Regions from separate parts of the Mus musculus genome. Here all the other regions are linked to region 7. A link is a contact called in public HiChIP or PLAC-seq, capture Hi-C and promoter capture Hi-C data. All regions are on one chromosome and are shown on one strand. Each heading gives the region's core, a stretch centred on a gene start, on an enhancer-like site or on the middle of the called end of the contact. The rest is flanking DNA. Distances are from core to core; before and after follow the strand shown. Region 1 holds the start of Tecpr1 (tectonin beta-propeller repeat containing 1). Region 2 holds the start of Kdelr2 (KDEL (Lys-Asp-Glu-Leu) endoplasmic reticulum protein retention receptor 2). Region 3 holds the start of Daglb (diacylglycerol lipase, beta). Region 4 holds the start of Rac1 (Rac family small GTPase 1). Region 5 holds the start of Fam220a (family with sequence similarity 220, member A). Region 6 holds the start of E130309D02Rik (RIKEN cDNA E130309D02 gene). Region 7 holds the start of Eif2ak1 (eukaryotic translation initiation factor 2 alpha kinase 1).

What was found. HiChIP or PLAC-seq counts read pairs in DNA pulled down with a chosen protein or histone mark. Capture Hi-C pulls out chosen DNA fragments and counts their contacts.
Region 1: an HNF4G HiChIP or PLAC-seq map of pancreatic cancer cells shows a contact between it and region 7. The contact joins the promoter of Tecpr1 here to the promoter of Eif2ak1 in region 7. A contact is called at or near these places in 2 of 115 datasets of contacts at active chromatin or transcription factors (the SCID.adh cell line and pancreatic cancer cells).
Region 2: a contact with region 7 is called in a promoter capture Hi-C map of liver, with 2.5 times the contacts expected there. The contact joins the promoter of Kdelr2 here to the promoter of Eif2ak1 in region 7. A contact is called at or near these places in 11 of 115 datasets of contacts at active chromatin or transcription factors (the 230-238 cell line, the SCID.adh cell line, bone marrow-derived macrophages and 4 more) and 4 of 9 other capture datasets (adipose tissue, liver, macrophages and 1 more).
Region 3: a capture Hi-C map of embryonic stem cells shows a contact between it and region 7, with 4 times the contacts expected there. The contact joins the promoter of Daglb here to the promoter of Eif2ak1 in region 7. A contact is called at or near these places in 2 of 39 promoter capture datasets (both in embryonic stem cells), 9 of 115 datasets of contacts at active chromatin or transcription factors (the 230-238 cell line, the SCID.adh cell line, bone marrow-derived macrophages and 3 more) and 2 of 9 other capture datasets (embryonic stem cells and liver).
Region 4: a contact with region 7 is called in an H3K4me3 HiChIP or PLAC-seq map of embryonic stem cells, with 16 read pairs. The contact joins the promoter of Rac1 here to the promoter of Eif2ak1 in region 7. A contact is called at or near these places in 1 of 39 promoter capture datasets (embryonic stem cells), 12 of 115 datasets of contacts at active chromatin or transcription factors (the 230-238 cell line, the SCID.adh cell line, embryonic limb bud and 7 more) and 3 of 9 other capture datasets (adipose tissue, liver and pancreatic islet).
Region 5: an H3K4me3 HiChIP or PLAC-seq map of the SCID.adh cell line shows a contact between it and region 7, with 21 read pairs. The contact joins the promoter of Fam220a here to the promoter of Eif2ak1 in region 7. A contact is called at or near these places in 3 of 39 promoter capture datasets (embryonic stem cells, erythroid cells and macrophages), 7 of 15 datasets of contacts at CTCF or cohesin (CD8 T cells, the G1E-ER4 cell line, embryonic stem cells and 3 more), 6 of 484 Hi-C or Micro-C datasets (bone marrow-derived macrophages, embryonic stem cells, liver and 2 more), 36 of 115 datasets of contacts at active chromatin or transcription factors (the 230-238 cell line, CD8 T cells, DN3 thymocytes and 23 more) and 4 of 9 other capture datasets (adipose tissue, liver, macrophages and 1 more).
Region 6: an H3K4me3 HiChIP or PLAC-seq map of bone marrow-derived macrophages shows a contact between it and region 7, with 7 times the contacts expected there. The contact joins the promoter of E130309D02Rik here to the promoter of Eif2ak1 in region 7. A contact is called at or near these places in 1 of 39 promoter capture datasets (embryonic stem cells), 7 of 115 datasets of contacts at active chromatin or transcription factors (the SCID.adh cell line, astrocytes, bone marrow-derived macrophages and 3 more) and 2 of 9 other capture datasets (adipose tissue and macrophages).

Annotation. Positions count from the first base shown.
Region 1 is chr5:144,221,805-144,225,374 of GRCm38.p6, forward strand. Tecpr1 (tectonin beta-propeller repeat containing 1) reads right to left here and starts at 1,811. Exons shown (of 25, transcript NM_027410.2): 1 at 1,691-1,811.
Region 2 is chr5:143,402,535-143,406,148 of GRCm38.p6, forward strand. Kdelr2 (KDEL (Lys-Asp-Glu-Leu) endoplasmic reticulum protein retention receptor 2) reads left to right here and starts at 1,286. Exons shown (of 5, transcript NM_025841.4): 1 at 1,286-1,518. The coding sequence starts at 1,428. It overlaps Gm20635 (a long non-coding RNA gene), which reads right to left and starts at 1,208. Exons shown (of 3, transcript XR_868670.2): 1 at 1,075-1,208.
Region 3 is chr5:143,462,736-143,466,184 of GRCm38.p6, forward strand. It overlaps Daglb (diacylglycerol lipase, beta), which reads left to right and starts at 1,758. Exons shown (of 15, transcript NM_144915.3): 1 at 1,758-2,041. The coding sequence starts at 1,947.
Region 4 is chr5:143,526,206-143,529,982 of GRCm38.p6, forward strand. Rac1 (Rac family small GTPase 1) reads right to left here and starts at 1,788. Exons shown (of 6, transcript NM_009007.2): 1 at 1,558-1,788. The coding sequence starts at 1,592.
Region 5 is chr5:143,546,934-143,550,392 of GRCm38.p6, forward strand. It overlaps Fam220a (family with sequence similarity 220, member A), which reads left to right and starts at 1,787. Exons shown (of 2, transcript NM_133703.5): 1 at 1,787-2,201.
Region 6 is chr5:143,313,318-143,317,075 of GRCm38.p6, forward strand. E130309D02Rik (RIKEN cDNA E130309D02 gene) reads right to left here and starts at 2,043. Exons shown (of 6, transcript NM_172726.4): 1 at 1,586-2,043; 2 at 861-1,082. The coding sequence starts at 1,777. Zdhhc4 (zinc finger, DHHC domain containing 4) reads right to left here. Exons shown (of 8, transcript NM_028379.5): 8 at 3,172-3,515. The coding sequence ends at 3,225.
Region 7 is chr5:143,815,956-143,819,656 of GRCm38.p6, forward strand. It overlaps Eif2ak1 (eukaryotic translation initiation factor 2 alpha kinase 1), which reads left to right and starts at 1,837. Exons shown (of 15, transcript NM_013557.2): 1 at 1,837-2,053. The coding sequence starts at 1,936.

The DNA.
Region 1 (3,570 bases), core at 561-3,060, 410 kb after region 7:
TCAGTTTATTCACAGATCCTTTCAGAGACCAAAAAATAGCCTGATGTAGGGGCCTGTGCCTGTAATCTCAGCACCTGTAAGGTCAAAGCAGGGTTGCTCCAAGTCCAGGCCAGACTGGCCTACGTAGTCAGCCCTTCTCTCAAAACAAAAACAAAAACCCACAAAGAGGTATGGGAAGATGGCTCAGTTGGTAAAGTGCTTGCATTGTAAGAAGGAGGACCCAAGTTTAACCCATGTTTTTTGTTGTTGTTTTTCTTTTTAAGTGAGTATGGGGGCATGGTCAGCTACATGGCTGATCGGGTGAAGATAGTGGCTGCGGAGCTGATCAACCTAAGTTCGGTCCCTGGGATCCACCTGATGGAAGGAGAGCACACATTCCAGCAAGCTGTCTTCTTATCTCCACCCATGAGCCACGCACGCATGCGTGTGCGCACACACGCAAAACACACACACTAAACTGTAAAAATACTTGTAAGTGAGCCACAATGGCACTTGCTTATAACCCTAGAGCTGAAGAGGTGGATGGATCCCTGGGGTTTCCTGGTTGGTTAGCCTAGCCTAATTAGTGGGCCCCGGGCTAGTGAGAAATCCCAGCTTTAAAAAAACAAAGTGGATGGTGCAGGTTGACCTCTGACTTCCACAGCCGCTTGTGCATCTGCACACACAAAGAAATTAAAAACAAAAACAACAGCAACAACAAGAAAACAGGGCTGGAGAAATGGCTCAGTGGTTAAGAGCACTGACTGCTCTTCCGAAGGTCCTGAATTCAAAATCCCAGCAACCACATGGTGGCTCACAACCATCTGTACAGCTACAGTGTACTCATATACATAAAAACAAACAAACAAACAAACAAACAAACAAAAAGCAGAGCAAGCAGTGGGCAGTAGATGCTCTTGAGGCCACAACACAGCACACAGAAGCCACAAAACGTTTACTTCTGCGGAATCTGTCTTCAGGCTGCAAGACTTCTTCTGGTTTTTCTATTACACCCTCACTCCTGTCTGATGTGCACTGGCTATTAAAGTTGTTTCCTGGCTGCCAAGCGCAGGGACCACTCCAAGGTGATGTTAGGGTTAAAAAAGAAGACAGGAAATATCAGAGCTTGTATGGGAGTGGGGGCCCTTCCTGGAGAGTAAATAGAGTCGGGCCCAGCCCCAGCCGGCAGGAAGCGACCTGGCTTTGATCCCAGTTCCTGCACTTGGGCGACAGGTGGGTCCCCTGCACTGTCACCAGGAGCATATGTCGGAGCTGTAGGGCTGTGACCATCTGCCTACACTAATCCTAAAGCAAGCAGATTTGCTCCCAACGTCAAGGGAGAAGAAAGGCTACAGACAGGCTCCTGGATGTTCCATTTCTCTAAAATCATGCAGGCTCGGCGATCGGCGTCTTCAAATCTCTGCAGTCCTAAGGCTGCAAAGGCTGCAATGGGGGTCATGCTATGAAGCGGGTTCACGAGCAGACATTTAGGGGTTCCAAAGCAGGGGTAGGGGTGGTGCCCTGTAGGTGTGCAGCAGAGAACACAAGTACAGTCCCCTCTCCCTCCCTCGATCGTCCCAGTTAACGCAGCCAATGGAGGAGAGGGATCGGAAAACTGGGAGCACCTCTGCTCTGTGCCACCCAAATAACATCGATCGGAGTCTCCACGGCCCTTGTCACCGATGTTACGGGGACATCGCGCCGCACTTACCTGTGCCCACGCCCGGTGGGGCGGGTTCCCAGCGGAGGCTTCTGTACTCCTCGGTTTTAGCTACAGTCCGGCCCTCCCCCGGCCTCAGGCTAGAGGGCGGGCCGGAAGCAATAATCAACTCAGCGTTGATCGGCCAGATTCGGAGTGACGCAACTGCCTGGAAGCTCACGATTGGCTGCTGCGCTCAGCCGCAATTTCTCCGGCTCGGGGTGGCGCGCGTGCGCACTCTCGAGGTCGCGCCGGGTCCCGCTAGCCAGCGGCGCTCTGTGCTAGTCGGGAGGAAAGGAGCGGGTTGCTACGTCCCCTCTCAGGACTCCGCGGGTCCCAGCGCGTCCTCACATGCCTGCTTCCTGCGCTCCAACCTTCTCCGGCACGTCCCTCCTTCTTGCCTGAAGCACTTCTCGTCTACACCGGCCTGCACCGCTCCCGAAGCGGAGTCAGGTTTTTTCAGGGTTGGATTTCTTTAGTTGACACAGGAGTCTGTTTTCCAGCCTTCATAAGAAAGGATAGTCGTCATTTCTAATTCTTCATTTCTTGTTTAAAGATTTATTTATTCTTATGTGCCTTGTGCAGTTTGCCTTCTTTTGCCTGCATTCATGTCCGTGTGACGTTGTCAGATCCCCTGGTACTGGAGTCACAGTTGTGAGCTCCCATGTGGATGCTGGGTATTGACACCGGGTCCCCGGGTTAGTGCTCTTAACTGCTGAGCCATCTCTCTAGCCTCTTATTAACTTTTTAGTTTTTAAAAAAATATTTATTTGTATGTGTGTTCCTGTGTGCACGTGCGCAATGCGCTAGGTGCAGAGATCAGAGGACAGCTTTCTAAAGTTGGTTTTTTTCCTACCACCGTGTGGGTCCCAGGGTTCGAACTCAGTACTTCAGGCTTCTCAGCCTTTACCTACTGAGCCACCTCACCGGTAAATTCTGTATTATTTTTTTTAATTAGTGTGTTTTAGATTTTGATTTGTTTATGTGTGAGAGTATAAGCAGATGTATGTGTTGTGTGTAGGGGTGTGTGTACCTGTATATAACCCACACAGGCCTGAAGAGGGCATCCACCGGGTGCTCTCTGCTGCTATTCTGCCTGTTCTGAGGCAAGGTTGCCTACTGTCTTCATTAGGCTGGAATCCAGCAACCCCCTGACACCCCCTGGTTTCTGCTCACCTTGGGGTTAAGGTTAAGTCATTTGCAGGGACACCTGGTGTGTTAAGAGGACGCTGGATCTGATTCTGGTCCTCACTGCAGAGCAGGTGTTCTTAATGTCTGAGCCATCTCTCCAGCCCCTCGTTAGTTTTAGGGGGTCTTTTTTTTTTCTCTCCTTACAACATTTATTTAGTGTATGTGTGTCTGTCTCTCTGTCTTTGGTCAGAGGACAACTTATTGGAATTGGTTGTCTAGTTCTATTGTGAAGCGAGAATCCATATTCAATTGAGTTCAGGTTTTCAGGTGAGTGTCTTTACCCTCTGAGCCATCTTGCTGACTTGCCTGGTTGGTTGGTTGGTTTGACACAGGGTCTCACTGAATTACTCAAGCTGGGATGGAATTCACGATGTAGCTCAGGTTAGCCTTGAACTTGCAACCTTCCTTCCTCAGCCTCCTGAGTGCCGAGATTCTAGGCTGTATCATGACACTTGATGTTTTGCTATATCTGGGGTGAAGGAAGGTGTGTGGTACGAGCATGCTGTTTGGTCTTTGCTTGCAGTGCTGGGGATCGAAGCGGGGCCTTGCCCGTGTTCTGTCACCTAGCTCTTCTCCCTTCTTAGCTTTTCTGTCTAATCAGGTTTGGGTCACTTGGCCATCACTGTGCATTGCCTAATGAAGAGTTCCAGAAATGGTTTAGAAAAAATACAGGGCTCACCAGCCTCTCCCAGAATTGACAG
Region 2 (3,614 bases), core at 36-2,535, 410 kb before region 7:
GCTCCATCATTTAAGCCTCCAAGTTTCTTCTTAAATGGCAAACAAGAAACACTGTAAATCCAGAAAGATTGCTGACACATGTCTGCGAGAAACACAGCCCAGATCTCCAGCACCCACATAAATGCTAGGCTGTGTTGAAGCCTGGGAGATAGAGACAGGGGATCCCTTCGGCAAGCTGGCCTGCTAGACTAGCCAAATCAGCAAGCTCTGGGTTCAAGTGTGATGCCTTGCTTCAATATATAAGGTGTAACAGGATCTAGAAGGTCCTAGAAATAGCTGGCCTCACAGCCTACACATGTGCACACACACGTGTGAACAGACATATAAAAGCAAAAAGAAAGAAGAGGAAGAGGAGGGAGAGGAAAGAAAAAGAAGTGGTGGGGTTGCTCAGCGGCTAAAGGGGCTTGTCACCAAGCCTGGAGATTTGAGCCTAGTCCCAGGAACCAACAAGATGGAAGGAGAGAACTGGGCCTGACTGGATGTGCCCACACAGTCCACAAATAAATTTTTATTTTTATTTTTATTGTTTCAGGGGTGTGTGTGTGTGTGTGTGTGTGTGTGCGCGCGCACACACATGAAGGCACCCTCAGAGGTGAGAGGTGTCAGATAGAACTGGAGTTCCAGGCTGTTGTGAGTCTGCAGTTGTGGGTGCTGGGACTCGAAATCAGGTCTATTAGAAGAACAGCAATTGCTCTTATCCACTGGGCCAGCTCTCCATCCCTAATACAAAATTTTAATGTAATTTTAAATAAAAATTAATAGATTTTGACAGATTTCTTATGACTTATTTTTATTATTATTTAAAATGTGTGTGTTAGTTTGTGTGTGGGTGTGTGCATGGGCGTGCAGGTGCTCTCAAAGGCCAGAAGCAATGAATTCCCTGGAGTTGGTGTTAAAGGTGATGTAAGCTCCCCGAGGTTAGGAGCTGGGCATCGAACTTCGGTCCTATACAAGAGAAGCTGGAGTTCTTAATCACAGAAATTTTAATCTTGCTTTCTACCCTCGCAATGCCTCTGAGATAGGTATTTCTGCTATCTTAGTAGGGAATGGAAAAAAAAACAAGACAATACTCACAACTGAGTGGCATTTCAAAAACTTAGAGAAGGAAATCGCTGGCACCTAGGCGGAAACCCTGGAGACGGAAATTGCGGAGGACTCTGGGTCCTCAGTTGACCGTCCACGCGGGATGTAAAGTCCGGCTGCTCACCGACGCTGGGCCTTTAAGGGGCGTGGCGGGGGCGTGGCCCCAGCGGTCGCCCGCTCTCCCAGGCTGCCCCGCGCGCGCGACGGCAGTTCGGCCACGTCCCTGGCCACGTCGCGCCCGCTCCCGCCATCTTTCGCCGCTTCCTCTCTCCGGGGCTGCTGTCGCCGCGTCCCGAGTCGCTGCCTAGCTCCGGTGCCGCTGTGCCGCGCCGACCGCCGCCGCCATGAACATCTTCCGGCTGACTGGGGACCTGTCCCACCTGGCGGCCATCGTCATCCTACTGCTGAAGATCTGGAAGACGCGCTCCTGTGCTGGTGAGCGGCCGCCGGGGCGAGGCGCGCGGGGCAGGAGCGCGCGCGTTTGGCCCATTCGACCGACCCATTCGGCTCTCGGTCGTTCCGGAGGCTTTGTGCCGGGCTTGCGATGGCCAGACACACCCATCTCGGCCTGCTCGGCGGGCAACGAAACCCCTCCGAGTGTGCACACGGGCTGGGGTGTCCGTCGCAGCTCTGGGCCCCCCAGTTCTGCGCTTGGTCCGCTCGCGAACTTGATCCGTCCTGGCTCAGCGAGCGCTGGCGTAACTGCCCCCGCGTCCTGCTGCATCTGAAAAGTTTAGCACGGGATCTGTGGGGCTCTAGTGGGCGTGTCCCTCTCCATGGGACTTTTGGGGGGCGCCTCTGAGTCCCCAGGAATCAATGGGAGACTTGCTCGAGGAGGATGGATAGGACCACAGACTAGCTGGGCCTGACGTGGCAGCCAGGCCACCCGCGAAGGTGGGGCTGGCTGGAGGAAGAGGGGCATCCTGCTATTCATTCTGTTATCTTCAAGGACAAGCAGAGGATGGGATGTGGGGGCAGGATGGTGTCAGGTCTGGCCTGTGCTTACAGTTGATGAGGCTACAACTCAAGCCTTGGGGTTCGGGATCTCATGCGTCATAAAAAGAGATGTGGATCTTTTAAGTGAGTTGCTTGGCATAGTTTTCATGTTACTCTGAGAAGCAAGCTAGTTTTTCATCCTTGAGTGTGGCCGTCTAATAACTGGTTCTCTTAAACTGCCAGCGCTGGGTACCACAGAGGCCTCTGTTCTCGGCTAGTATCCTTGCTCCACGTCACCATTGAGTTGGCGCTGTACCTCCCTCAAACTACATTGCAGAGAGGCAGTAGAGTGAACTTTCCTCACATAATAGCTGTGGACTTCTGCCTTTCGTTAAATATTAGGAATCTTACAAGTTTTAGATAAGTTCTTGGTGAGTGTGATGGTGCTTGCCTGTAATCCCAGCACTCGAGAGGTGGTAACCTGAGGTTCAGGAATTCAAAATGAGAATGGACTACATGCTGGTCCTGTCTCCAAAAACACCCCCTGCTCCCCAAAAACCCATTAATTAATTGATTGATTAAATAAATATATTCTTAAAATACTGTCCTTAATGCTATGTCCCCAAATGAAATAACTTTGTAAACTCAAATTTAATTTTTTTCAGAGACAGCAGAAAATAGAAGTCCTAAAGGCCCTGGGTGATGGAGACGCCACCTATCTGGTTTATTAATAACACCTCATCTAAAGTAGCACCGCCCCTTTGACTCTGCTCTCTGAAGGTCTCATCTCTCCCTGGAACATAGTTGAGATCCAGGAAGTAAGCACAACCCAAAAGACCTTTGCCCGATCGAAGTGGACGTCACAAAGTCCTTGTACTGAACCAGGGGATCTGACTGGGAGGTGAACTGGGAGCCCAGTGTGGGATTCAGAATGACAGTCAATTAATTGCTTCAGTTGCGATAGGTGTGCATTAAGTAGTCAGCTGAGTGTTATAGCGCTCCTCTCAGGCAGTACTTAAAATAACCATGTCAACGGTCCCCGGACTGGATGAGGGAACCGAGTCTTAGGCAGGTTAGCAGGCTTTCGATGAAGCCAGGATTGACGCATAAGCAGTAATGAATTTGGAATTTCCAATTAACCTTTGTTTCGGCCTGAGCAGTTTGAGTTTGCACATTTGATGCCAGTGGTTCTGTCACGTTTGCTGTTGGATTTGGGTGCTACTTTTAGTCTTTAGCTGTCTTTCTAAACCTCTAAGTCTCTTTGTCTTCTTTCTTATGTTCTTCTGCCAAGTCAAGATATATTTTATTTTTAATTGTGTGAGTGCTGGTTCCTGTGGAGACCAGAAAAAGACATCATACTCCCCTGGATCTGGAGTCACAGACAGTTATGAGTTGCCTAGTGTGCTGAAACTGAACTCAGGTCCTTTGCAAGAGCAGTACCCTTAGTGGCTGAACCCTCTCTCCAGCCCCAAGAAACAGGGTTTTTTTTTAATTATTAATTTTTTGCGTGCCTGTGTGAGTTTACTACAAGTGTGCAGAAGCCCTTGGATTCCAGAAGAGGGGCGTGAGATCTTCTGGAACTGAAGTTACAGGCA
Region 3 (3,449 bases), core at 508-3,007, 350 kb before region 7:
ATGTTCATTGGAAATCCAGCCACTGTGTTTAGGGCTGTGTCCCAGCATGCAGTTGGGCCTTGTGCTGAGAGGGAGTCTCAGATAGTTTGGTTCTATGCCCAGTATCAGGTTTGTCAAAATGTAGTACAAGCAATTTGAGCTTATCCCCAACTAGCTTACAAATAAATGAGACTCAGACTATAGTTATTTTATTTGGCTTTGACAATTACTAGGAGGTAACCCCTAATCTACTCTTTTAACTACTGGCCTGGCTACCTTCCCAGCAGTGTACCCCAGATTCTTGCTGTTTCTTCTGACTGTGTGCTCATGGCTCCTCTCTCCTCTTTGCAGCTTCTTCCCCTCACTTCCCCCTCCCTTTCCTGTTCTTCCTCTTCCTCCCTCCCCCAAAACCAGGTCACTCCAAACCTAGGTTACCTCTAATTCCTCCAGCAATTGACTGTAGCCAATTTTATTTAATCAGTAGTTTTAAATCAAGGAACAAGGTTTGCACAACAAAAATTTGTAAGTAGAAGACCTAGACCTGTGGGTGTAGAATTTAGCATGACAACACCAAATCTCAACAACCCTCAATTTCTAACCCTTTTGTCTCCACCTCCCAACACCTGTCCCACCACTTCTGGTTTACACAGTAGCTAGGATTGGAAACCAAGGCTTTGTGCATGCCAGGCACAGTACTCTGCCAACTTAGTTACATCCCCATCCTCAGGATGGACATTTTCACAAATCCCGCATCTTCTCAGCTAATTATAAGTCCAGATCTTAAAACTAAACCCCTTGCCTGACACCATCTCTGTTGATCAGCTTGTCTGGCAGCAGGCAGACTTGGGCCAGGGAGTGATTAAGCACCATAAAGAAACCAGAGTTAGGAAAAGGGCTAAGGAGACGGCTCAGGAGTTAAAGCACTTGCTATACTAGTGTGAGGACTAAAGTTCAGATTCCCAGAAACTCAGGAAAGTGCAGGATGGGTGTGGTAGCACACCTGTTATTACAGCCTGGTACGGGGGAAATCAGAAGATCTCCGCAGCAAGCTGGCTCGCAGGACCAGCCGGCTCACCGAGCTTTGTGTTTGATTGAGAGAACCTGCCTCAGCAAGGTGGAAGAGCTGGGTACAGTTCTTGATAACATCCTCAGACCCCCACATGCATGAGCACATGTATACAGGCACCTACATACGTGCGCCCCACCACACATGCAAAAACACGCGCACACACACATGCACACCACCGACACTAAAAATCTGGGGAGCTAAAATGTGTGTGGGAGTACAGCAGGTAGATGATGAGGGAACACAGACACTAATTAGAGGCTTTTGATGTAAGACTCCGCTAGAAAAGTCTCTGGAAAGGATTAACATGCACTTTACGCCGAAGCACAGACTTGCAAGTCTTAGACATAATTTAGACCAGGTCTGATGGTTCTCCTCGGTCACCAGGGGGACCGTGGGGAAGAATGGGAACTAGCATTAGTGAGACCAGGCAGGGGAAGGGATGAAGATGGATAAAGCACGGTGTGTGTGGAGAGAGAGAGAAGAGGAATGGAGGTGCTAAAAGGCGTACAGTAAAGTCATCCCAAGCTAGAAAGATTCAGAGACCCAGACCTACGTCCTAGCTTCACTATTCATAGGCGCGGCTCTCTAGGGAGAGCATTCTCTCCAGATCTTTTTAAATCCTCAGTCTATTAAACAGAAATGACCACACCGGAATGGACTTCATACGCCACCGACCGGCACTTAACAGCCAGCAGCTGACTTCCGGGTCAGGGGACCTGGGAAGGAGGCAAAGACAGCAAAGTGCGCGTCTCTTGTGGGCGCGCTCCGGACTCGGGCCGGAGGCGCATGCGCGGGTCTTTACGTAGGCTTGCGCCTTGGCGCTGCTGGGGACCCCCTCCAGACACGCGCGGAGTCAGAAGGGTGCGCGCGGCTTAGGCGGCGCGGTGGGAGGTGCGCCATGCCGGGGATGGTGCTGTTCGGCCGGCGCTGGTCTCTAGCCAGCGACGACTTGGTGTTCCCCGGGTCTTTTGAGCTGTTCCTGCGTGTGCTGTGGTAAGTGAGGCCGCCGTGAGGGTGGGAGGCGCGCTGGTTAAGGCGACAAAAGTCGTGCCTTCTTGGTGCTTAAGGGGCAACCGCGCCCCCGGAGCACAATCTGTCTGCACCTAGGATATAGAGGCAGTCGCTCTGTGTATTTGACAGGGTCCGGGACCTTCAGCTCTGCAGGGTAGGAGCCGAGCCCTAGGGTGCAGCGCCGAGCCCTAGCCTCGAGAGCGTGAGGGAAATGTGAGCATCTAAAAACCATAGCCCCCAGGTCTCTCCTTCCTGAAGCCCGCGGCTCCGGAACTTTGGATCACACCTGTCCTTTTTCTTGCTGGGAGGGTATCAAAGTCCCTGTCAATGCAAAACAATAATCTGGGAAATAGCAATTTCGGAGCAATTCATAGAAACCAGGATAATAGGCCGGTTTTGCAAAATGCAGCTAGGCTCAGTGGGAAACGGCACCGGTGGGTGAAGTCAGCCCCTGGCACGCCTGCCGACGAGGAATAACGTTCTTAGAAAAAAAGCATTCTCAAGAGGTAAAGGAATAGGAGCAGCAAAGCCCTTTCTAGACAGGCCGGGTTTTTCTCAGATCGTTTTTAGTCTGAAACTCCTGACACGGAGCTCTGGTGTTTGGACAGAAAAAGTTATCTAGGGGCTGAAGGTGTAACAGTTCCTTTTGGTAGAGTACTCACCTAACATGAAGGAGGCCCTTGTGTGCACGGGATCCCCAGCACCACACAGAACTGATAGTGGCGGCTCTCACCTGTAAATCCCAGGACTAGGGGGTGGTGTAAGAGCATCTGCGGAGAGCATCTGCGGTTCACAGTCATCCTTGGATATACAGTGAGTCATAGGGGAGTTGCACAAGACCCTCCCTCAAAAAAAAAAAAAAAAAAGAGGTGCGGGGGGAGGGGTGGTACGGGGACAGAAAAGTTATCTAGACCAATCTTACCTTTATTTTTTCCCCTCTAGTGCTTGAGCCCGGGCTTCACGTATGCTAGGCTTTGAGTTAAATCCTCCCCACCTCAGATGACACCTCTTAGGGCTTTGGAATGTCAATCTTTAATTGGACCATCTTGGGCAGCAGGGGAGCTCAGATGGGTAAAGGTGCTTGCCGCCAAGCCTGATGACCTAAATTGTTATCTCCGGGACCCACATGGTAGGAGGAGAACTGGCTCCTTTAAGTTGCTCTCTGACCTCCCTCCGAAGGTGTGGGATGGCATAGTCTTCCTCAAATAAATAGATATAGTTTTTTAAAAAGGTGGACGTTCTTGCTAAGCGGGTCTGTTTGCTGCTGAAGTCCCTCCAGGGGGATTCAGTGGCTCCATTCCCTCTGGAGATTCATGCTATCGTTGTTCACCGCCGAGTTACAAAATACAGTCAAGAGGCCATAGGACTTCTCCTTTTGTGTTTATTTGTA
Region 4 (3,777 bases), core at 538-3,037, 290 kb before region 7:
TTCCCCAGCCCACAAACTGCTGGTGAAACATTTTTAACTTTTCAAGGAAAGTTCAGGTAAGTTTTAAACGTTCCCCAGCAAGGTGCTATGTTATAGTTCAACCGCAATACAAAAAGAGAGACAGACAGACAGACCCAGCCATCTTGCCTTCACTTAAAGCAGACCTGTGGCTCATACCTGTAAGCCCAACGCCTATGTCCATGTCCTCCTAACAGGAGAATCATGGAGTTGGGACCAAGGCAGTCAGAAACTAGGATTTACACAAAAAGACCCCGGCCCCACAATACAACATCTTCACTATCAAACTAAGTGCCCCAAGTGACAAAGCTTTCTTTTAGGAGGTGAAAGGAAAGCACCATTGACATTCCTACTCAATGAAATTCCAGTGTGTCGTTAAATACATTGAACCGTATCCATGAGACTTCCTGTCTCCGAGACAAATCCCACAGACAGACATGTTAGCAGAAAAATAAAGTTCTCTGACCGTCTGGCTGACTTAGTTACAGGGACGATCCCAAAGTCTAATGTAGAGTTCTGTAAATACGCTGAACAATCGCTCATAAATCCACGGGCTCATAAACCCATGGGCGGCGAGTGCTCACTGCAAGTGTGGAAGGCATTAAGCAAGTTTGGCAACGTACTCGACTGAACTAGAAAGTGGACCAGTTGCACTCTGCGTTTGAGGAAACGGGTGGTAAATCTCCAAGCTTCCTCGTTAACACGAACCTACACAAGCTACGCTGAGACGCGCGATTTTGCTCCGATTACACTGAGATTCTTGTTTCTACCGAAGGGGTGGGGGGAACGGGACGGACTGCATAAGACCAGTCTTGTCTCCCTCAAGGGCCTGAAACCATCACGGTCAATCACGAAAAGAATTGCCTCGAGTCACAGGGAGCTGGATCTGCTACATCCATATCTAATGCCTTCAGAGAAGGTTTGTTTGTTTTTAATAACCACACTTCGTTCAATGGACAGTCTTCATCACACTCCTTCAGCTAGCATCCCAGTAACTTTCTCGGCGTAAGTGTGAAAATGAATATTTTTATAAACACCCTGTCAAGTCGAAGCAACCGAGCCCTTTCCCAAGTTCCAGGTCACCCAAGTGACTGGTGCAAACATGCATCGACCAGGGCCGGCCGACTTGGAGGCCGTTACCTATCCCAGTTCTCGGGGGGGGGGGTGCGAGGGGGTACCCTGAGTAAATGAAGAAACTATACGTCCCTTTCTCAAAAGACAAAAATTTTTTTTAAAAATGTTTCAAGAAAAATTCTTCAAACCAGCCTCGCCTACGTGCCAAGTCGAGTAGGGCGACGGGCGGCGTCCGGCCCGGGAAGAAGGCAGGAGGGTGGAGTTCACTTTTCCCTCCGGCCGGCTCGCCCAGGCCCTCCCCCAACCAGAATCCGGAACCAGGCCCGGGAGGGTGGGAGGCTCGCGCCCCCCAGAAGGCCGGGCGCGCGCTCTACGCCAGCTCGAGGCTTTTCGGGCCTGCGGGGGCCCCCGATGGCGCTGCGCGCGGCACCGGGTCCGGAGCGCCAGGCGCGGCCGTGCACTCACCCGTCTCCCACCACCACACACTTGATGGCCTGCATCTGGGCCGCTCGGTGGGCCGCGGCGGCGGCGGCGGCGGCCGGTGGCTGAGGCGCGAAGCGGCGGGCTCGGGAAGCGCTGGGCGAGGCTGCGGGCGGCGGGGCGCCGAGTGCCGGGACTGCTGTCCACGCCGCCGGGCCCTCAGCGCACGGGAAGGCGAAGCGCAGCAGCAGCCACCACCCAAAGCTGGGGAAAACTGCAGAGAAACAGGAAATGGCCGCTCCACTCACATCCGGCCTCCCCTCCCCCTCGGTGCCGTCGACGCAGCTCCCAGGCTCCGGGCGGGGCCGCTCCCGCCCGCCCGCGCGCCCGCCCGCGCCGTTCCTGGCTTCCACGGGCTTTCGGGAAAGCTCGGCAACAGTCGGCTCCAGCCGGAGAACGGGCTCGGCGGCCGCGGGGCGGGGCGGCCGCCATCTTGGCACGCTAAAGCGTCCCGGTTGTGACCAGGTTTAGGAAGCCCTCTGAATCCTGGGGTTACGGGTTCGGGTCAGTGGTAGGGTCCCGTTCGCTCGCAACCTACTTGTGCCAACTCCATGGAGAGATTCCTGAGCCCCCTTGTTATGTGATAACTACAGTATGCTGTAGCGTAAGATCCTGCTAGAAAATTCTGTATAGCTCGTGCCACAGTGAGATCCAGTCTCAAAAAAGAAACTGCTAGGGATGTAGCCAAGTCAGAATGTTTGCCGGCATGTACAGCCTGGGGCTCCATCCCTAGCACATCACAGCCTGCCCTGGTGGCTCACCTGTAATCCCAGCACTTGGTGGGCGGAAGCAGTAGAATCCTGGGGATCAACCTCAAGTCCAACCTCTGGATATGCAACTCAATTGGTAGAGTGCTTCCCCGAGCAGATACAGATATGAAACCCTAGGATTGAACCTCACGACGGTATGAAACAGATGTGGTATATATCAGGTAGTGCATACCTGGAATCCCAGCTCTGGACTGGAGGTAGCAGAAACATCTGAAGTTTGACCTCTGGCTATGTAGCGTCCAGCGTTAACCTGACCTACCATGAGACTTTCTCAATAGGGGTGGGGGGTGGGGAGGGAGCACTAAATAAACAAAAATATAAGGAAAAAAAAACATACATACCATTAAAATAATAAACAGAAGGATAAAGGTCAGAAGAATTCTTTTAAAGATTGCTGATATGATAGGGTAAGCATATAATTCATTCACAAATAAGGTAGCCTATTAGAAGACAAGAACATTAAAGATATTTTTGGTTATCTGTGGTGTGTGTGTGTGTGCATGTTTTCATGTGTGGGCACATGTGTGGTGCACATGTGTATAGAAGACCAAGGTTGACACTGGGTGTATTCAGTTGCTGTTCACCTTATATATATTGAAGTAAGATCTCTCATTGAACACAAAACTGGCCAATTCCAGTTAATCTAGCCAACCAGCTTGCCCTGGAGATCCCATCTTTATCTTCCGGAGTTACAGGTGAGTCACCGTACCCTCCTAGTATACTAGTTTCTGGATTGGAGCTCTGTTCCTCACACTTGCCTGGCAAGTTCCCTCCTCCTGGAGCTTAAGAGGCCAAGCTGCTCTTCCAGTAGACTGGAGTTAGGTTCCCAGCACCTGAATCACATGGCTTACAGCCACCTGTAATTCCAGCTCCAGAGCGATCCAACACCTTTGGCCCCCTGAGACACCTGCATTCATTCACGTGTGTGCACGTGAGCACAGACACAAAATCTAAAATATTTTTTTAAAGAAAAGAAACCAGACCAGGAATTCCAGCCATCCTAATATCCTAACAGTAAAAAAATAAAACAAACAAACAAAAAATAGAAACAAAACAAAAAATTTAAGGGAAGCATCTGTGGAACTATTCCACGAGAATTTCCCAGACCTGGAGGATAAACCATTTACAGATAGATAATGCCCACAGGGAAGGAAATCTGCCCCACTGCACTGTACAAACTTGTAAAACTTCAGAACCATGTGAACACATAAGACCCTTCTGGCTTCCAAAGAGAAAACAAAGTCTTAAAGAGACAGGAATTTAGAATGGCTTTGGGTTTCTCAGCAGTTCCATTTGAGGGACAACGCCTTCAGGACGACGGCTCAAGAAGTAAAGGTGCTTGCCGTCCAGCGATGCAAGTTTGGTAGCTCGAGTGCCCTCCTTGCAACCCAGGTAAAGGTGGATGGAGAGAACTCTGTCCTCTGAGTCTTTGTAT
Region 5 (3,459 bases), core at 537-3,036, 270 kb before region 7:
TAAGGTTACTGGGAACTTATCTTCCAGGGGCTGGAATCAGAGACAAACAGCTTAGCGTGTAGCAAGATGGGTACCTGGCATAAAATGGAGTTCTTATAGAACCCAGGACTACCAGCCCAGGGATGGCACCACCCACAAGGGGACCTCCCCCCCCTCCTTGATCACTAATTGGGAAAATGCCCCACAGCTGGAACTTATGGAGGCATTTCCCCAACTGAAGCTCCTTTCTCTGAGATAACTCCACCTTGTGTCAAGTTGACACACAAAACCAGCCAGTACAAAAGTCACATTTTATTTAGTTTATGTGTTTGTGTGTGTGTATACATGCATGTAACACAGCAGGCTGGAGGAGATGGGAAGATGTGTTTTTTGATTTCTACTGCTGTGCTAAACACTATTACCAAAAACAAGGTGGGGAGAAAAGAATTTATTTGCCTTTGCCTTATATTTCTTTTCTTTTCTTAACAGGGTTTCTCTGTGTAGCTTTGGCTGTTCTGGATCTCAGTCTAAAAACTGGACTGACCTCGAACTCACAGAGATCTGCCTGCCTCTGTCTACTGAGTACTGGGGTTAAAAGCATGCACCATCACCACCACGGACCACCAGGTTTACCTTGTTTTCTTACATGTGTGAGTCGTAGAGTGGGGTTGCTGCGTTGCGTCCTGGCGCCCTCTAATGGTGAAGCTGAGGATAACAGGGAACGTGGCGTGGCAGCGCTAACCTGTTGCTATTCCAGTTTCAGGAGGCTGCTGCTGAGTTGATATCACCCTTTATGGCCTGGACCCTCTCACACCCATCACCAAACAAGAAGATGCCGTACAGAATCGCTTACAGGTCAACCTGATGGAGGCAGTTTTTCAATTGAGGTTCCTTTTTCCAGCATAACTCTAGGAATTAGATAACTCTAGACGAGGTTCTCAGCCTTCCAATGCGCGACCCCCTTAATACAGTTCTTCGTGTGGTGACCACCAACCATAAAATTATTTCACAACGACTTTATAACTTTAGTTTTGCTAATTTTACGAATCGTAATGTAAATATCTGATATACAGGTGGTCTTAGGCTAACCACTGTGAAAGGATCGTTCGGTCTCCAGAGAGGTCGCGACCCACTGGTTGAGAACTGCTGGTCTATCTTGTGTCACGTTAACAAAAATAAATGAGCAGCATAGAAGGCAACACCCTAGAGTCACTTGTGTTCTTCCACCATGAGGGTCTCAGGAATTGAACTCAGATCCTCTGGAGCAATGGGAAGTGCATTTTACCTACTTCACCATTTTGCTGGTCTCACTGTAACCATTTTTAGGAATATGTGTGTTATAAAGTACCTGTGGCCATACCCAGGCATCATCTCTTTTCTGTTATATTTTAAAGATTGATTTTTATTTGGATGTGGTGTGTGTGCGAATGAGTGCAGATGCCCAGGAAGGTCAGATATTGGCTCTCCTGGAGCCAGCTACAGGTGGATTTTGAGCCACCTAGTGTGGGTACGGGAAACTGAACTGAGGGTCCTCTGGAGGAGCAGCCAGCCTTGAGTTCATGTTTTTCCTGCTTCAGTCTCTTGAGTGCTGGAATATTAACAGGCTAGCGCCACCACGCCACTTTCCCTGTGTCGTTATTCTCAACTCTTCACCATTAGAGGACGCCAGATGCAACGCAGCCAACCCTAGTCTCCAACTCATGCGCACTTCACTTGCAGGAAAGCCGCCCGAGGGGCGGGGCGGCCCGGGGCGGGGCGGGAGGCGGAGTCTGCTGCCTGCGCAGGCGCGGGCCGGCTTTGTGACGTCAGGCCGCGCGGCCCGGCCGGGAATCCAGGTGGTAGCTGGTGGAGTCGCCTCCGGAGAGTGACGCGCAGACTCGGCTCCCCCGCGGCCCGCCCTCCTGCCGGCCTCGCCGCGGTCTCCCTTGCTCCCTGAGATCGCTGAGCGCTGAGCAGCGGCCCGGGAGAGGAGGCCTTGGGCGACGGGGCGCGGAGAGGGAGGGCGGGCGGGCAGTGGGGGCGCCGCGGATCTCTATATGGCGACGGCTCTGTCGGGTCTGGCTGTCCGGCTGTCGCGCTCGGCCGCCGCCCGCTCCTATGGGGTCTTCTGCAAGGGGCTGACCCGCACGCTGCTCATCTTCTTTGACTTGGCTTGGCGGCTGCGCATCAACTTTCCTTACCTCTACATCGTGGCTTCCATGATGCTCAACGTGCGCCTGCAGGTAGGTGAGCCGCGCCCTCCGCATCCCTGCCCACCTGGCTCGGCGGGATGCAGGTGCTAAGGGGCTCATGCTATCAGCCTGAGGCTGAGTGTGAACCAAACACCGCGTCCCTCCCACCCCCGTTACCCTACTCTGCATAGAGGATGCTTCAGAAGGTAGGTTCCCACATCTGGGGGTGGGGTCCAAGGAAAGATGACAGGAAGGTCCCTTAGGACGCTTTGTCCTCAAAAATGACAAATTGTTGGCGATCCTGTAGCTGCGAGTTCCTTTGTGAATTCTGGTTCCCCAAACTTTGTGACGGTATATTATATTATCCTTGTACTGTAGGTTGAAAGTTAATGGTGTCTTGACCAATGTTTTCGGTATCTTCTGACCAGGGATTAGAAATGGCGATAGGGATGAAGATGAGAGAGAAAGAGGGAAAACAGATTTAGAGGCCTGCAACAGTTTAGACGTGGACTAACAGCATGCCTGCATCAGCATTCTGGAGGCCTCATTTGCTGAAAATGACTGACATTTCTCTATCTTGAATTTACAAAATGCTTTTTTTTCTAGCGGAGAGGTCTTACGGACCTGAGTGTTCTGTCTCAAAATGTAAGAAAGGCTGCATAGTGAACTTGGATTCTGTTTACACACCTTGGAGTGTCACAGGCTGTGTTGGAAGGAAGGACTTGGCTCCACCCCTGGGAAGCATGTAATCTGACAGAGGTTTTTTGTTGTTGTTTTTGTTTTGTTTTTGGTTTTTTGTGGTTCTGGAAATGAACCCGGTGGGTGCATTGGTTTGCCAGCCCTAACCCCAGCCTTACTGTGCTTATGTTGTTCCCTGGTGTGCAGAGGCGCCAGTTCAGTATAGTGCTACCTAGTTTTTCTGCAGTTGGGTCAAGTTGGAGTGTAATGGACTTGGTGTGTGTAAATGGTCCATGACACAGACCACATGAAATCGGAAGCCAAATATGTTGATCAAAATTGGTTAAAAGGAGTTAAGAAAAACCAAATTTGAGGTCCATATCAGAATCTCTTTACTTTTTTGGGGGGGGGGTGGGGAGGTGTTGTGTGTGTACCACCCTGGTTATGAGGTGCTGCCGGGATCAACTCGGGACTTTGTGAATGTTAGACAAGCATGAGCAGGGCTTGTAGCATCTTAAGTGATATCAGGCCATGGGGCAGAACCGTCAAGCCTTTACAGCAGGTGCCACAAATGAGTGGAGTGCTGGGTGTGGGAAGTGAGATCAACCAGAAAGCCTGTGTTCCTGCCAAT
Region 6 (3,758 bases), core at 793-3,292, 500 kb before region 7:
GAAAGCCCGCTCCGCTTCCAGCCTCCACAGTGTGAGCAGCAGCATACAGGTGGTACACAGACACAACATCCCCACGCAAAACAGTTCCACATTAACAAATAATTTTACAAATTTAAGATGAAAAGGAGCCAAGGAAGCCAGGTGGCGGTGGCGCATACCTTTAATCCCAGCACTCGGGAGGCAGAGGCAGGCGGATTACTGAGTTCAAGGCCAGCCTGGTCTACACAGTGAGTTACAGGACAGCCAGTGCTACACAGAGAAACCCTGTCTCAAAAAAAGGTGACAGTAGTGACCCGACTTCACACAGCTGTCCTCAGGCCTCTCCAGATGTGCTGTGGCACAGGCAACCACACACACATCACACATGCACAGTAATACTAAAAGTAAGCTGGGTGTGATGGCATACACCTTTAATAGCAAATGCTAGGGAGGCAGAGACACCTGGTCTGGGTTGAGTTCAAGGCCAGCCTGGTCTACATTTTGAGATCCAGGACAGCCCAGGCTACATAATCAGAACCTGTTTCAAAATGAAACAAATCCTAATTTTACTACTTTGTGTACAAGAAGGCTACAATTCCAGAGCCAGACACGTGGACCCTATAATCCTCAAGAGACTCAGGTAGAAGGGTCATGAGGGTTGAATTCAGCTTGGGCTACATACCAAATTCTTTTTTCAAAAAAAAAAAGTCAATCAAAGAAACAAAAAAAATGTTTGCTCCATAAAAAAAACGGGACTGGGTGTAGCACCCAGGCAGGGATGATCGATGACATCACGCACGTGTAAAAGACCTCTACGAACATCCAAACTCTTGTTATCCTGTCTACGGAGACTGTGGGAGACGCTATTTCGAGAGCAGTACCTGGAGCCAGGAGGCCGCACATTCCAACACGGGGATCCGACACACGGCCACGGCCATGGAGACCAGCTTTCCCAACAAGCTCATTCGGCTGTCGTCGGCTTTGTTCCCTTGGGGGCTGAAAAGGGAGGAGAAAATGATCTGCCGCACAGAGTCCTTGCTTTGCTCCTGGAAGTAACTGCACATGATTTCAAGAAGCTGGAGCTCCTGGAGGGAATTCAGTCTCTGTAAAAACAAACCCGGAAGAGAAGCTGTGAGAAGAGGGCCTCCACCTGCCCCTTAGCTCCCACCCTAAGAGATTAGGGAAGTGGATGCTTAGAATCCCAGCGCACACGAGGCTGAGTCTAGCCGATAATGAGTTTCAGGCTGGCCCGAGATACATGGTACACAGAAAGACAGTGTTTGAAAAAGGAAAACAGATCTATTCTTTTTCCCAGGGTGTATTTTTTTCACCCTTCAGAAGCCTAAGCCCGGGGGGGCTTAACTCTATGAATAAGCAAAGGAAAAAACCCTGCATCTAGTTAAGCGACATCCCAGAGGGATGTTAAGTAGCCAGTTCACAAAGCCACCACCCCGGATCATTCATTGGTGGGCGACTGTCACACGCCTGCGAAACGGGCACGCGGCTGAGCAACGCCGCTGGACTGCAAGGCCGGGGGAGCGGAAAGAGGAGCGAGACCTCGGGGCGAGCTCCTGTCACCGAGCGAGGGCACGGCCGGGGCGGGCACCTTGGGCTGCGCGCCGCGCTCCTTGGGCACTTGGAACACGAACTCCTCCAGCAGCTCCACGGAGCCCTTGTCCACGATGGGCAACGGCGCGCTCTGCAGCTGGCTGCTGAAGTAGATGTCCAGGTGGTACAGCACCTCCTTGGCGGCGCTCAGCGCGTCGCGCCGCAGCAGCGAGTGGCGGATGTCGCTCATGGTGCGGCCGCCCTGTCCCCGCCGCGAGTCCTACTTCCGCCCGGAGACAAAGAGGCGCGACCGGCCTGGGCCCCGACGCGGGCAGGGTCGCGGCGCCCGCCCGCCTCTAACAGGCGCCAACCCGCTCAGGGGACCATCGTCGCCGCTGCCGCCGCCGCCACGGGCCAGCGAGTATCCTGGGGTCCGACTGCGGCGCCGCCCAGAGCCGCGGGAGCCGACGCCGCTCGGCCGAACCGGCGGCTGAATGGCGACGGCGGCCCGCAGGGGCCAAGCTCGGGCTGCGGCCGCGCGCTCTCGTGGGCGCCCCCTGGCGGTGAAGCCCGCACGGGCAAGCACGAGGCCCCGCCCCGCCGTCTTCGCAAGAGTTTCTCCGGCTTCAGAGGTGTTTGATTATCAGACACTCGGAGGTGTTCTGAGCCGGCACCACGCACCCAAGCCTTCTCATGCTCCCCTCCAACCAGGACGTGCTCTGATCGCCCCCGGGAGTGGGGCGACTACTAGGACAAATGATGCTTGTAAGCACCCCCACGCCCTGATCCTTCTGTTCCAGGGTCAGTGTTTCCAAATTCTCTCCTGACTCCTGGACCCTCTTAACTGCTATGCTCTAGCCCAGCCCAGGAGGACTATGGGAATCTTAGTACAAGGTTTAGCCCACGTGCTCCCTGTTCCTGAAAACCCTCCCACCCTACAACACTCCCACTCCCCAGCTCAAGATTTCTATACAATCTATGGGCGATGGTTTATTTACAATTTATACTAAACTAGCTGTTAATGAAGACTGGAGATTTTTTTTTTTCTTTTGGTTTTTCGAGTCAGGGGTACTCAGTGTAACCCTGGCTGTCCTGTAACTCACTGTGTAGACCAGGCTGGTCTCAAACTCAGAGATCCACGTTCCTCTGCCTCCTGAGTACTGTGATCAAAGGTGTGCACCACCACCGCCCATCGGGGAGTAGAGATTTTAAACAGAATGGAAAAGTCTTGCGTGTGGCTCACAAATACAATGACTAAGAGGCCTATGGCTGAGAGGATTTAGTTAAGATGATAAAGGGCCCCTGCCTGGGAAAGAACAGACCAGGGAGAGAGTGCAGCTGGGCACAGCCCAGAGACTCTCTTGTACATCAGGGAACAGACTTTATGGTCCTAGTTCAGGCGCCCAAGGGTGCAGTGAAAGAGGCAAAGGCCTCCTTGTCACCCAGAGCCTTGGACATCTCTTGACCCTTCTCACACTAGGACCTCAGAAGTTACTGGATCTAGCAGAATATAGGCAGGAGGGAAATCTGCCCTGGGAGACACGAGAACTCAGCAAGCCTAGCTTCCCATCTCTTTTTCCCCACTAAAGCCCACTCACGCCCACACAGCAGAAACCAACACAGACAATGATGAGAAAACAAATATCCATGTGTACAAATAGGTGTGCACTGTATTTAAAAGGCAGGGCACTTCCGCTCTATTTCTCCTTTTTCTTGTAACTGGGGGTAGCAGGTAGAAAGATCTCTCGAAGGTTGCTCCTAAACCCGTGGGAGTGAATGTTCTGGTGGATCCGGGGCTCAGCTGATGGGGACCAAGCCACCAGAGGCCAGCGCTGGCACCAGGCCCAGTCGCCTTTATACCATTCATTTGTGGTCTGGTTGGTGGCAGCCAGGTACAGAGCAAAGCACAAGTAGCCAGCCAGGAGCATGCTCAAAACGATGACAAAGCCCAGTAGGAAGACAATCCTTGGAAATGCCAGGAACAGATGCTGTGGGCAGAAAACCAGAGTGTTAGCAAATAGCCTTCAATGCCTGAGCACCAGCCCTGACCCTGTGGTGCAGACTCATCACTCAGCTGACCTTCTGCATCAGATCTGACCCACCAGGCAGTATATACAGCTGAAAAATGTGCCAATGCCCCAGCATTCATGAGGCCCCACACTCAAAATTCCCTATTTCTCTTTCTCTGTCTCTGTCTGTCTCCCTGTCTGTCTGTCACATGCATGTATTGC
Region 7 (3,701 bases), core at 587-3,086:
ATGTATATATATATATATATATATATATGTGTGTGTGTGTGTGTGTGTGTGTGAGGGTATGAGTGTATATGTGTATATGTATGTATGTGTGAGGGTGTGTGTGTGTGAGGGTGTGTATGTGTCTGTGTGAGGGTATGTGTGTATTTGTATATGTATATGTGTATGTGTGAGGATGTGTGTATGTGTGTGTGCCCACAGAGGCCAGAAGGTGTTGGATCCCCTGGAGCTGGAGTTACAGATAGTTTTGAGCTGCTAGACATGGTGCTGAAAACCAAACTCAGGTCCTCTGAAAACAAGTGCTCTCAACCACTGAGCCTTCTCCACCATATATATGCATATGTATGTATGTGTGTGTGTGTGTGTGTGTGTGTGTTTGAGACAGGGCTCCTCATCGATCCTGGAGCTCTCTGATTAGGTAAGACTGGCTGGCCAACAAGCCCCAAGGATTCTCCAGTTTCTGTCCCTTGCAGGTTCTAGTATAACATGCACAGTTGTAGCCAATGGCTTTTGTGTGGGTTTCTGGGGATTTGAATTCAGGTCCTTAGGCTTGAGCAACAAGTAAACTTACTCCCAAGTCCCAGCATCGATTTTTGAATCTTAACTTCATCATCTAGGGTAGCTTTGGAGGTGGGTGGGTGGGTTCCAGGTGGTCACAAGGAAAAAAAAAACCTTTGGTTTGAAACCAACTGGAAAGTTAGTCTCAAAACCCAAGAATTTCCTTTAGATTAGATTCTCTCTGGCATTTCCCATTTTGCTATGGTCTGTGATGGATCAAAGCAAGTTTGCTCTACTCGAGTCAGGACTTGTAGATAAATTTGTTTTTGTTCTGAAACAGGGTATCATTTAAGTCAGCCTGGCCTCAAACTCACTATGTACTTGAACACCTGGTCCTCTCATTTCTACCTCTCAAGTGCTCAAATTTAAAAATTAGAAGCATATAAACCACTACGATGGGTGATTTTTTTAAAAGATAGTTATTTTATATATATACGTATCACTTATACATATACATGTACATATATATATATATATATATATATATATATATATATATATATATATATGCATCACTTCTAAAATTAGGTCCCTTAGATGGCTGGATTTTCGAAATTAAAACACAAAGAAGAGGTTGGAGAGACGGTTCAGTAGTCAACAGCATTTGCTGCTCTTGCAGAGGACCTAGTCCAATTCTCATCAGTTATCAGTCCTCTGTAACTCCAGTCCCAGGGGATCTGATGCCCTCTTCTGGCCTCCATAGGCAACAGACACACATATGAAGGCAGAGTTGATATACCAACATCCATAAAATACTGCTTCTACTTTCCCGGTCTCCCCGCTCCCTCCCCCGCGCACCATGTATCTTCCCCTCGGTTTATTTACTTTGCCCTTGCCCCAACATCAGTTTTCACTCTCTCTGGTCTTCTTTCTGGTTTGTTAGGCTTTACCCACACTTACTCCCACGTATATCCATTACAGGTTAGGATATCTGCATTTGAGCGAGAAACACGCGGTCTTTGTCTTTCCGAGTGTGGGTCCCCTTGCTTATTATACTTTCCAGAGAAAAGTTTGCAGGTGTGAGATCTGAGCGTTTATGATGCCTACAGGGATAATATGGGAAGAACAGAGAACCAGACACAACCCACAGGGTCAAGGAGAAAGGTCCTTCCTACACAGGCAGCGCCGCACCACGCCGCGCCAGCACACCCCTGCTTGTCCTGCCCACTCGGGGCACACCCGCAGTGGATCAGCCAATCATTTCCTTTAGAGAAAAAAGGGGCGGGACAGCGAGAGCCCGCCCCCCTACAGAAACTTCCTGGTCACTGGGGCGGGACTTCCGTTGGCTCTTGTGTTACTTCCGGCTTGGGGGGAGGCTCTAGTGGCCGGCAGCGTCTGGGGACCGGCAGAGCGAGGTTACTATCCACGCTCCGAACGGCAATGCTGGGGGGCAGCTCCGTGGACGGCGAGCGCGACACGGACGACGACGCGGCGGGGGCGGTGGCCGCGCCTCCTGCCATCGACTTCCCCGCAGAGGTGTCGGACCCCAAGTATGATGGTGAGACAGGGATGGCTCGCGCAGTCCCACGGTTCGCTGTTCATATGAGTTCCTGCGCGCCAGTGGTCCCCGGTGGTCACCTAAGATCCTAGGCCGCCTCGGGGCTCGAACTCGGGCCCAGAGCTGTAGGGCACCGGGAGGTGGCGGGCAGGCTGTCAAGGGTTAGGTAAATATTTACTACAAGAGCGTCTACGCTCTACCCGTTTGTGGGCATTTGTATTTCTTGACTTCTGTTTTGCGCCACTTCCCCGAGGCCGCTTTTCGCTTCTTGTTTTTCTTCGCTGAGTGTAATCTTTGTTCACTGCTAGAATGAGATTAGATAAGTAAAGATTAGATAAGTAATGATTTCTTTTAGCGAGGTAGTACACGAACGCTCCAGTTTTCTTGAGGCTTTTGATACATGTAAATCAAATTGTGTAACGTAAGGCGCGTCGTCTTCAAAACATCGATTCTTATGTAGGTTAACGTTCTGGTATTTTACAGAAAGTGCAGTTGGTTGGTACCAGTTGCTTGAGCCGTTTTAAAACTGAAATTGTGCTCTCGATAGTGAATACACCGAGTCGTGGTGCACTCTTGTAACCCAGACGTATGGAAAGTGGAGGCAGGAGGATCGGGACTTGAAGGGCAAGCCTGAGCTTCATGTTGAGTTCCAGGGCAGTTTGAAGTACATACGACTCTATCTCGAACTAACAAAAAAGGATAATGACGGTGGAGCAGTGACAGAGAATGTTTTAGGATGAGTGAGATCCTGGGTTTATCTTCCAGCCCCCAAAACATACATCCAAGGAGGTTTTAGCTGTATACACAGAATGCTTATAAGGTTACAGTAAAGCTAGAAATGAGTATGTTGTAGTGGAGTTAGGAGTGTACACTAAATTCAGGGTTTTTTTTTTTTCTTCTCCATTTTCATTTTTAAATCCTGCCTGTAATAATTGACCACAATGAGAAATAAAAGTTGTTCATCGTGGTGACTCAGTAGGCTGTATAGAGGCTGGTTGTAAGATAACTTTTAAATGAATATGCAGATTTTCCCCACACGGCAAGTGGCATGTTACTGTAGCCCGTGAGCCGAGCAAGTGTGTGTCCTAGGAGAGGGCCCAGCTGTAAACATGCAGGTCCATCTCTTCTGTGACGCCGTGATAAGAGTGTCTGCACACCAAAGATTATTCCGGAAGGGAGTGAGCGAGGACAAACTTTCGAACTTCTGCCCTCTTCCTGTTAATACGGCTCTGCTTCCGTGGTGATGCCTCTTCTAAAGAGATGACGAGTATTCACCCACAGCTGATTCTTTGCCTTTAAACATAGAAAGGTCTGTGGAACGTTCAGTATCACTTTTAATGGGTGTAAGGCCAAGAGTTAGGTGATGTCTTACAGGTGGTCTGAATGCTTTGAAGAGATCATACTGCCAGTTCACGGTGGAGTCAGAAAAGTCAAAGCCTCAATGAGCAATCGCAGTTCGCTGTAGGAATTCTGCAGCAGACCGCAGTCTCGCTGCAGCAGACCGCAGTCTCGCTGCAGCAGACCGCAGTCTCGCTGCAGCAGACCGCAGTCTCGAAGCCAGTCTGTATTCCAAGACATTCGTTTTCTTTCATTAGTCACCAGGGTTGGTTTTGGTTTTTTTTTTTTTTTTTTTTTTTTTTTTTTTTTT